Linked DNA regions of Zea mays: all the other regions are linked to region 2. The links are chromatin contacts, called in public Hi-C maps. All regions are on one chromosome and are shown on one strand. Each heading gives the region's core, a stretch centred on a gene start, on an enhancer-like site or on the middle of the called end of the contact. The rest is flanking DNA. Distances are from core to core; before and after follow the strand shown. Region 1 holds the start of LOC100280401. Region 2 holds the start of LOC100101542 (putative growth-regulating factor 1). Region 3 holds the start of LOC103633115 (probable plastid-lipid-associated protein 12, chloroplastic).

Evidence for each region. A called contact is a pair of places that touch in the nucleus more often than the background predicts.
Region 1: a Hi-C map of leaf shows a contact between it and region 2, with 5 times the contacts expected there. The contact joins the promoter of LOC100280401 here to the promoter of LOC100101542 in region 2. A contact is called at or near these places in 4 of 25 Hi-C or Micro-C datasets (ear, leaf, leaf mesophyll and 1 more).
Region 3: a contact with region 2 is called in a Hi-C map of leaf, with 6 times the contacts expected there. The contact joins the promoter of LOC103633115 here to the promoter of LOC100101542 in region 2. A contact is called at or near these places in 5 of 25 Hi-C or Micro-C datasets (bundle sheath, ear, leaf and 1 more).

The regions. Positions count from the first base shown.
Region 1 is chr7:151,358,474-151,361,424 of Zm-B73-REFERENCE-NAM-5.0, forward strand. LOC100280401 reads right to left here and starts at 1,330. Exons shown (of 8, transcript NM_001153324.1): 1 at 1,087-1,330; 2 at 695-753; 3 at 499-573; 4 at 273-389; 5 at 89-159. The coding sequence starts at 1,180.
Region 2 is chr7:151,120,454-151,123,371 of Zm-B73-REFERENCE-NAM-5.0, forward strand. LOC100101542 (putative growth-regulating factor 1) reads left to right here and starts at 1,343. Exons shown (of 3, transcript NM_001112558.1): 1 at 1,343-1,708; 2 at 2,506-2,730. The coding sequence starts at 1,444.
Region 3 is chr7:150,906,552-150,909,820 of Zm-B73-REFERENCE-NAM-5.0, forward strand. LOC103633115 (probable plastid-lipid-associated protein 12, chloroplastic) reads right to left here and starts at 1,466. Exons shown (of 11, transcript XM_008654793.4): 1 at 1,070-1,466; 2 at 900-953. The coding sequence starts at 1,330.

The DNA.
Region 1 (2,951 bases), core at 80-2,579, 240 kb after region 2:
TTCTTCAGCTCAGAGGCGAGAGCATCGGTCTTGGCCGTCTCTATCTATGGAACCCAGTACTGGAAATGTACGCCACGTTAGCTTTTACCTCCTGTGGTTCTGGTAGAACTTGTCAAGCTGGTAATATACGTAGATTGGGTGCTTCATATCCCTAGGAACCTACAAAGAGAAGAGCATTAGTCACCTTGTCCTCCTTCAACTAACAACAGCAAAGAAAAAAATGTCTCGAATCCTTTTTTTTCACTTTTTATTGGTTGATGATAACCGTTTACCTTGAGAATCCATGTGCATGTCTTATCTATAGATGGGTTTTGGATATAGGCGACTTTGTTGCCAAGCATGTGTCTTGGTATGCATGAAGTCTCATACTCATAGACCACTTCAACCACCTATTTGGAAGCAAGAAAATCGCAGGAAACTTGGGTTTCAGAACCGGGGATCAGGTTTGAGGTTTATATATATGCAGTATAACGCACACACCACACAGCTCGAACTTACCCTGTTTGAGGCTGCAATGCAGCCAAGGCCAATCACGATAAAAACTACGCCCACAAACAGGAGTACAGGGATGACCTGATTGCGTCGCCCAGGGTTAGTTGCAATAGTCACCATCCTGTATTCTTATAATCTCTAAACACTGAGAAATAACTCAACGAAAATGAGATACGGTTAATAGGCAGGCAGTCAAACTTACCGTCTGAGGCGCAAGTATAGGCTTGCAAGCTGGAAGCTGTTGCTGAGTAAACGGATGATCTTCAAAGTCAACACAATACAGTCATCATATACATAACAACCACTCCTTGTTTCAAATTTAAACCACAAAGATAACAGCATCGTATAAATTAGTTTAGGTTACTTCGGCTTTATGAATCGCCTCATTTTTTAAAAAAAAAACTTCATGAATTCACCATCGCCTAATCTTGGAAAGAGAGAGTTTTTTTTTTCTTTTTGTTCTGGTTCGAAGCACATCGAATTCTGATTATGGTGCAAAAGCCCCAGCCCTCAAATTCACTAAAAACCAGGCTGGAGAAATAAAGAAATAATTAACAGAATTCTGCTTCTTTATCAGAGGAGAGATTCGATTACACTGAGGCCTGTTGCTGTTGCGCTTCTTCACGCTGGCTGCCGGGTCATCCTGGCTGGAGCTCGGTCCGGCTGTATCGCCATGCGTCGGCACCATTGCTGTCCCTGGCAAAGACTCCAGCCCTGCAAGCTGGAAGAGCTTGGTGGTGCTCCCAAAGCGGAAAATCGTCGGGACCAAACAGATGGGGGATATACTAGTTTCAGAGAAAAAAGCTTCAGCAGGAGAGTACGGAATGGAGGCGAGGCATTAATCAGGTTTGGGTTTGGGAGTAGAGACGAAGCAAGGAACTAAAAGGATGGAGAGACATCACAACCTGTCCTTGAGAGCCTCTAGGAAACCAGAAAGGTAAGCATCACCTAACCCAACCGTCCACGTCACTTTCATCCTCCTCTGCTCAAGAAGACTTTGGTGTTTTGTTCATGATATTATTATTGGCTCAACCTGTGTCTGTATCATCGCTTGAGGCACTTCCTACACAGGTATTAGTGTATTACAACCAACGCAACAGCCAAGGAAATCTCACAGCGCAACAAATTTCAATGGTATTGCTATTTCCAATGTCAGTGAAGAGATATGGGCTTATTACATGGGCCCACATGGAAGGTCCAGTTTGCTAACAGTTTCGATAGAATCGAACAAAAGAGTCTGCAAAATTTACAGAACCACAGACCAGAAACCAAGGAAGGAAGCTGCAATGCGCAAAATTCCTCTAGGTCTTTTACTTGGACCAATAATCAATAACATCATGTGTTTGCTGCCCTGGATAAAGTGTTTTGTAACACTGCTTTTGACCAACAATATCCTCTTGCCTTTGTCTCTTGTCAGATCTAGGGCTGTCAGTGACCATGTTCCTTTGATCTTGAACCTGGGCTGTAAGAGTCCAAGAAACCAAGTTTATTTAGATTTTTAATTTAGACCTATCAGCCTTATTAATTTTTAGCTTTACACTGTTTGCTAAATTGCTTAATAACAGACTGATTGTGGTAGCTGATAGGCTGAATGTTTCAAATCAAGCAACTTTTATAAAAGCAGATACATTCTTAAGGGTGTGGTAGCAGCACATGAAATTATTCATGAAGCAAAAAGAAGCTGGGGTCATTCTTAAGTTGGACTACTAAAAGGCTTATGATAGGGTCAGTTGGAATTTTCTGGAGGACATGCTCCAGTCTAGGGGCTTTAGCCCCAAGTGGATTAGATGGATCGAGTCTGGTACAGGGTGAATCTTTTTGTGTGAGAATAAATGATATGGATAGTGTCATTTTTATACCTGGAAAAGGTCTTAGGCAAGGAGACCCTTTATCTCCCTTCTTTTGAACCTAGTAGCTGATAGCTTTACCAGGATGCTCAAGAAAGCAGCTACACAGGACTTGATTTCTGGGCTTCTTCCTCAGGTCATGGGAGGTGGTGTGACCACTCTGCATTATGCAGATGACACTCTTTTCTTCTTAGAAATAATCTAGAAAAGGCTAAGACTTTGAGATGGCTGTTAATCTTTTTTTGAACAGATATCAGGGATGAAGATCAATTATGACAAGAGCGATCTTCTTACCATTGGTTTGGATTCAGATAATGCTAATAGTTTTGCAGAAGTGTTTTGTTGCAAACAAGGGGGTTTCTCAATCAAATACCTCGGTGTGCCTCTTCACTTTACTAAATTGAAGAGAGCTGATTTACAACCTGTGATAGATAAGAGAATAGCTGGATGGAGAGGGGGACTTTTGCCCTATGCTGGCAGACTTACTCTTTTAAGAGCATGTCTTTCAAGCATTCCTATTTATTTGCTTTACATTATAAAATGTCCCTAAATGGGCTGCTGACATGATTAATTCACAGATGGGGCACTTTCTATGGAATGATAATGAGGATA
Region 2 (2,918 bases), core at 93-2,592:
GCTGCCTGGCACCACCAATGTCGTCATCGAGGTCGCCGAGGCAGCCAACCCCCTCACTGCCATTGGAGATAGGATCCTTACTCCTGCAATCTGATGTATTCAGAATAATAGTTTATGAGTAAACCTAATGCAACTGCAATCTAAGTTGTAGTTTTATATGTTGTATGCAGTTCTTCTGTAGCAAGTGAATAAGGTTCAGAATCAGAATATGAGATACATGTATTTTTTTCCTTCTCTGTATGGTTATATTGTTTTCATTGTTGAATCTGGTGTACTATTTTTCATAGTCTGATGAGGAGTATAACTTACTTTACCTATACTGATTGGTGTAATATCTGACAGATGTGGTTGTAATTGTCGCAATGTTCATATTAATTGGCTTATTATAGATGCAACACTACAGGACAAAATTGGATGGCTCTTTGCACCTTTGCTGCTACTTCGGTTTATTTTAATTGGAAATGTTGAGTCAGTGAACATACACAAATACAACAATTATGTTCTAAAAGCCTATAATCCAGTCTACACCTTCCGATATTTCATACGAGGCAATTCTGAGATTTGGACATCTCCTAGAGGGGTGATGCTTAGCATCACATGTCATTGGCAATTTAACCGCTACTTTTGTATCAATTGTATGACGAAATAGAGTTATCTATATGTCTTTTCTATCAACATTTTCAAATATTTTCACTCCATAGCGACGCACGAAAATTTATTTAGTAAATTATTATTTTGTATGTAACCAGTGATGATGTGGATAATTGTTCTCATCTCCACTAACTTGTGGTCCATCAATTTGATGAATCTGTAGCAAGATCTATGGATTTTAATGAAGCAGGCAGTTAGAGGTATAAGAATCATCCATGATTGTTAAAAAGAAGTTATGCATGATTGTTTCAGTCCGAGAAACAGAAAATAGAGGCCGAAGAAACTCATACAGCCTCCATTCTCACAGTTGGAGCTCAAACAAACAATTAAACAAATCTAATCTAATGCGATGTGGCTGATTGCACTAGCAAAAGAATCACACATAGCACCTCCAGAAATAGAAAGCCTGTCTTTTTAAAACCATACCATTCCCACACTCCCATGCCAGAGCTGCAATGCTCCCATGGCCCACCATTTATATGCCCAAAATCAAGCAGCCATACTGTCTCAGACCCACCCTTCGGCGTGCGCCTAGCAATTTAGCTTCGTGCGTTTCCCGTGCCCCGAAGGCCGCACCGCACCGCACCTGATAAAAACACCAGTGGCCCTACGCCCAGGCCCTTTTTCCCCGCTCTGCTCTGCACGCCCCTCTCCTCCCTAGTCCCTCCCCCTACCCCCGCCCGTCAAAGCGAGAGCGCCGTATCACCTGTCTCTCCGTCCACCGCCGTCTCGATCCGCGCCCAAAGATACCTTTCCCCCACCCCTTCCTCGCGCCGCCGTTTTGGTGCGACCATGACGGCGGAGGGGGAGGCCAAGAACCCGTCGGCCGGTGGCGGAGGGGATAACCCCCAGCACCAGCAGGCTGCGCCGGCGCCGGCGCCGGCACAGGGGGAAGTGGCGCAGGAGGCTGCAGTGCAGGGGACGGGACAAGAGCAGGAGCGGGACAAGGCGGATCGAGAGGTGCAGGGCGGCGCGGGGGAGAAGGACGACGGCGCGTGCAGAGATCTGGTCCTGGTCGAGGATCCGGAGGTCCTCGCCGTCGAGGATCCGGAGGAAGGTACGGCGCCCGTTCTGGCTGACTCTCTCTTTCTCTCTTCGGTCATGGCTCTAGTAGTACTAGCTGCCCCTGTTGCCGGCCGCTAGTGTCTCAGCTGTCAGATGCATGGATTCAGACTTCAGTAGTGCTGCTTCTTTGACGTCTTTTGCCTTCTTAACAGAACAGGTGCCCAGAAACAGAATTAAAAAAATCGAAGAAAGTATTGTTTTGGCAGTTGGACTGTTGGTAGCTTTACTTGCCAGTTAATTGTACTTGTGTAGCCGTTTATTTCTGCCTGTAAAGCAGTTTTTTTGTTCGTTCACTGTATCCATTGTTCCTTTTAAACATTGAGGAGCACCTTTCTGAGGGGTTCGGGTTCTGTTAATAGCTTTGTCCTTTTGCTGAGAATACATGCAAAGGATCAGATATTGAGTTCAGTTATTGCTTTTGTACTAATCTGCTAGCCCTTATAGTTAGTTACTCAGAGGATTGAACTGTTGAAGGCTTCAGAAAAGTATGATTTGTTTTGTTCTATAAGTCCTTTATTACAATCGTTTGACTTTGTACTCATCAGAAGGCCTTCCTTCCTCTCACCTCTTTGTTGTTATGCTATTTTTCCACGATACAGTGAACATGAAATTGGAGCTCATTTAGTTATATGCAACCTTTTGTTCTGCCTGTTTCTTGTGCTCTCTGCGTGGAATTAAGTACTCGTCTCGTGCATGCATTTACGAATTGAGGATTTATTTTTATTTGGCCCGAAGCTTTTGGCTGAGCGTATCTGAGTTTTTTTTCTCTCTCCCTCTCCCTGGTTACAGCTGCAGCAACCGCAGCACTCCAGGAAGAAATGAAAGCGCTTGTGGCATCGATCCCTGATGGTGCTGGAGCAGCATTCACAGCCATGCAGCTTCAGGAGCTAGAGCAGCAGTCCCGGGTGTACCAGTACATGGCTGCCCGAGTACCTGTGCCTACTCACCTCGTCTTCCCGGTATGGAAGAGTGTGACCGGTGCATCCTCTGAAGGCGCCCAGAAGTACCCTACTTGTATGCTTCAAACCTGTGTCGTCATATCTGTATGCTCTTATGAATTTCTGTTTTTTTTTTTTGTGGACTTTCCCAGGTTGTTCGCTAGGTATTCGTGGTAGTGATTTGTAGGATGGTACAGTAAATTAGTTATATTGATCTCATCTGAAGTTGCCCTTTTGTTATAGGTTAAATTAGTTATATCTTTT
Region 3 (3,269 bases), core at 216-2,715, 210 kb before region 2:
TCAAACCTCAGCAGACTCTGTTCAGTCGGCTTCAAGTTAAATATGGAAGATTTAAGGGGGTGTTTGGATGCAATAGAGCTAATAGTTAGTGGCTAAAATTAGGCCCCGTTTCAATCTCACGGGATAAGCTTTAGCTTCCGGCTAAACTTTAGTTATATGAATTGAAGTGCTAAAGTTTAGTTTCAATTATCACCATTAGCTCTCATGTTTAGATTACAAATGGCTAAAAGTAGCTAAAAAAAAGCTGCTAAAGTTTATCTCACGGGATTGGAACAGGGCCTTAGTTGAGACATCAAACACCCTATCTAATTGTTCAACTATTATCTATTTTTGGTAAACTAGTTAATAGTTAGGCCCCGTTTCAATCTCACGGGATAAACTTTAGCTTCCTGCTAAACTTTAGCTATATGAATTGAAGTGCTAAAGTTTAGCTTCAATTACCACCATTAGCTCTCCTGTTTAGATTATAAATGGCTAAAAGTAGCTAAAAAAAGCTGCTAAAGTTTATCTCGCGAGATTGGAACAGGGCCTTAGGTAGTTATTTGTTAGCTAGCTAAGGCCCCGTTTCAATCTCACGGGATAAACTTTAGCTTCCTGCTAAACTTTAGCTATATGAATTGAAGTGCTAAAGTTTAGCTTCAATTACCACCATTAGCTCTCCTGTTTAGATTATAAAGGGCTAAAAGTAGCTAAAAAAAAGCTGCTAAAGTTTATCTCGCGAGATTGGAACAGTGCCTAATTCCACTAATAATTTTTAGTCAACTAACTATTAGTTCTAGTGCATTCAAACACCCCCTAATCAACCCATTTGTTAATCGGCACCTGAAACATTCATCTTTGACAGTTGACTTCACTAATTAAGCAGTATCACGGGTAAGCTGATAAGATTATAATCGCACCGGATCAGGAATGCCTCCCTGGGTCTCGAGAGCCTGCACAGCGCTCTCCACTTCCTGCAACCAGGCAACCACCACAAAAGGGCGTCAGTCTCCAGTGCCACGCCCACCTACATGTCAGCGCGAGCACGTGGTGCGCTCGGCAGAAATCTAGTGAATCGCGGGTCCCTTGCCTGGAGCTGGCGCGGAGCGACGGCGCGGCCGCGGCCCTGGATGCCGAGGAGGGCCTCCAGCAACACCAGCTCGGGTTCCGTGTACGCCTCAGCCTCCCCGGCCGCTACCGACGACGCCGCGCGCGCCAGGGCCCGGCGGCGGCGAAGCTGGGGCAGGGCCCCCCAGATGCTTGGTGCGCAAGAAGCGCTGGCGCGAGGCGACACGCATAGCGGAGGCTGGAGCTGCATAAGGCCTCCGGCTGCTGCTGGGGCGGCGGCCATGGAGCGCGGCGTGCACGCGGAGCAGAGTTTGTGGCTCTCGTTAGCGCCTCTCACGCCTGGTGGAGGAGTGCCCGGTGGGAAGCGCCTCTCGTTCGCGCCTCTCGCGCGTGTTGATCTATTGAATTGTTAGGCTGTCTCCAGCAACGTCCTCTATATGTATTCTCTATATCCGTCCTTTACAGTCTTCTCTAAAAGATTTTATCCTCTATATCTTCTTCCTCTCCAACAACGTCCTCTAAATCACGTTCTCTATACGCAAATATCTATATTAGAGACATTTTTTATTTTTTATTTTTGTACATACGTATTTGTCATACTCTTAAATGTATTGTATAAGTTTTAGTTTTGCTAAACCGGTTATTTAAAGTATTCAAATGGATAGAGGACCGTTTAGAGAAACTCTATATATAGAGAATCCAGCAGCGTCCTCTAAATTTAGAGGACTGTTTAGAGGACGCTGCTGGAGAGCGTAGAGAACCGTTTCGTCATCTATATTTAGAGTACAGGAGGCTTAAGGAGATCTTGCTGGAGCCAGCCTTAAGGCCCGTTTGTTCCTTCTGCTACGTTATATAAGTTAAATTACGGTGAAAAAAATGGGAGGATAAAATATCACTTTAATATTACAAATAAATTAAAATAAGATACAAATACTAGTTTATATTAGCTTATTTATGATTACAAAGTGATATTTTACTATATTACTCTTCCATCATAATCTATATACTACTCCTTAAGATAGAAACGTGGGGCGTCCACACCTACGTCGTGCCTCCGCCCTCCGACCCCGCCTCTCTCGTGATGCCCCGCTGTAACAGCCTACGCCCCTTCCCCACCGTGACAACCGCCTGCCCGCTCTCCTCGCCGAGCTTTTCGTGCGCCACGTCGTTCGTCTCGCCGAAATCCTGCCTCTCACGTCTACATCGCTCGCTAGCCTCGCAATCGCTTAGCCCTAGCTCGCGCTCGGCCGCCACCACCGCTCGCGCGTGCCCCCCGCCTCGCTCCAGTTGCGCCCTAGCCCCCTGCTCACCAAGTCGCTGGGCTCCTCACCTCCACACGTCCATGCCTCCGGCCTCTTCTCTTCGTCGTCGCCTCGCTCACCTCCTCCGCCTCTGGAGCGACCTCACGGTCGGCTTGCCGATGCACAGGTCTGACACCTCATTGGCCATAAAGCTCACTGCCATGCATTTGCAGGGCGGGCCCTAGGCGGTTTCACGATCGAAACCTCCTTCAAAGGTTTTTTTCTCAAGGGAGAGTGCGGCGAGGAACCGCGAGTCGTTTCTGCGTGGGAGTCGGTAGGAAGACGAGAAGGGGGAGGAGGGGATTCTTGCTTCGACCGCGCTTGTTGGGAGGAACCAGCCATGCCTCTTCCCTCTCCCTCTACGACGATGTCTAGGCACGACCAGAGGCGTACTGGGAGGAGGCGATGTCGACCAGTACTAGTTCTACGGCGACCTCTAGGCGTGGTTGGAGGCAGACACCGCTGTGATGGCCTTTCCGGTGAGTCCTTCATGCTCCAGTGCATGTATCGTGTGATACCCATGTGTGCCAGCCACCTGTTTGTTGTATTGCCTCACCGAATGATCCTGTTTCGTGGGCGTTGGAGCTGATAGCAAAGTGAGGAGTCACCTATCGCATTCACCGATGGAATGTGAAACTTTACATGCAAAATCGATTCAAATCATGGGTCAAAGAGAACTTCCTGTGACTTTGTGGAGAAGCTGAAAGGTCAAAGAGAACTTCCTTGTCGTGCAAGTTGTTTATTGTCATTTTTATAATTCTCGGCTCGTGTTAGCGATGACTTTGCCAAATTAGCGAACCTGTTATATGTTGAGCAGTTCTGTTTAATAACTCATGCTTGTGTTATATATGTCTGATAACTGATGGCTATATGTGAATGCTATATGGGTTCCGTTACCAGTATATGTGAATGCTATATGTA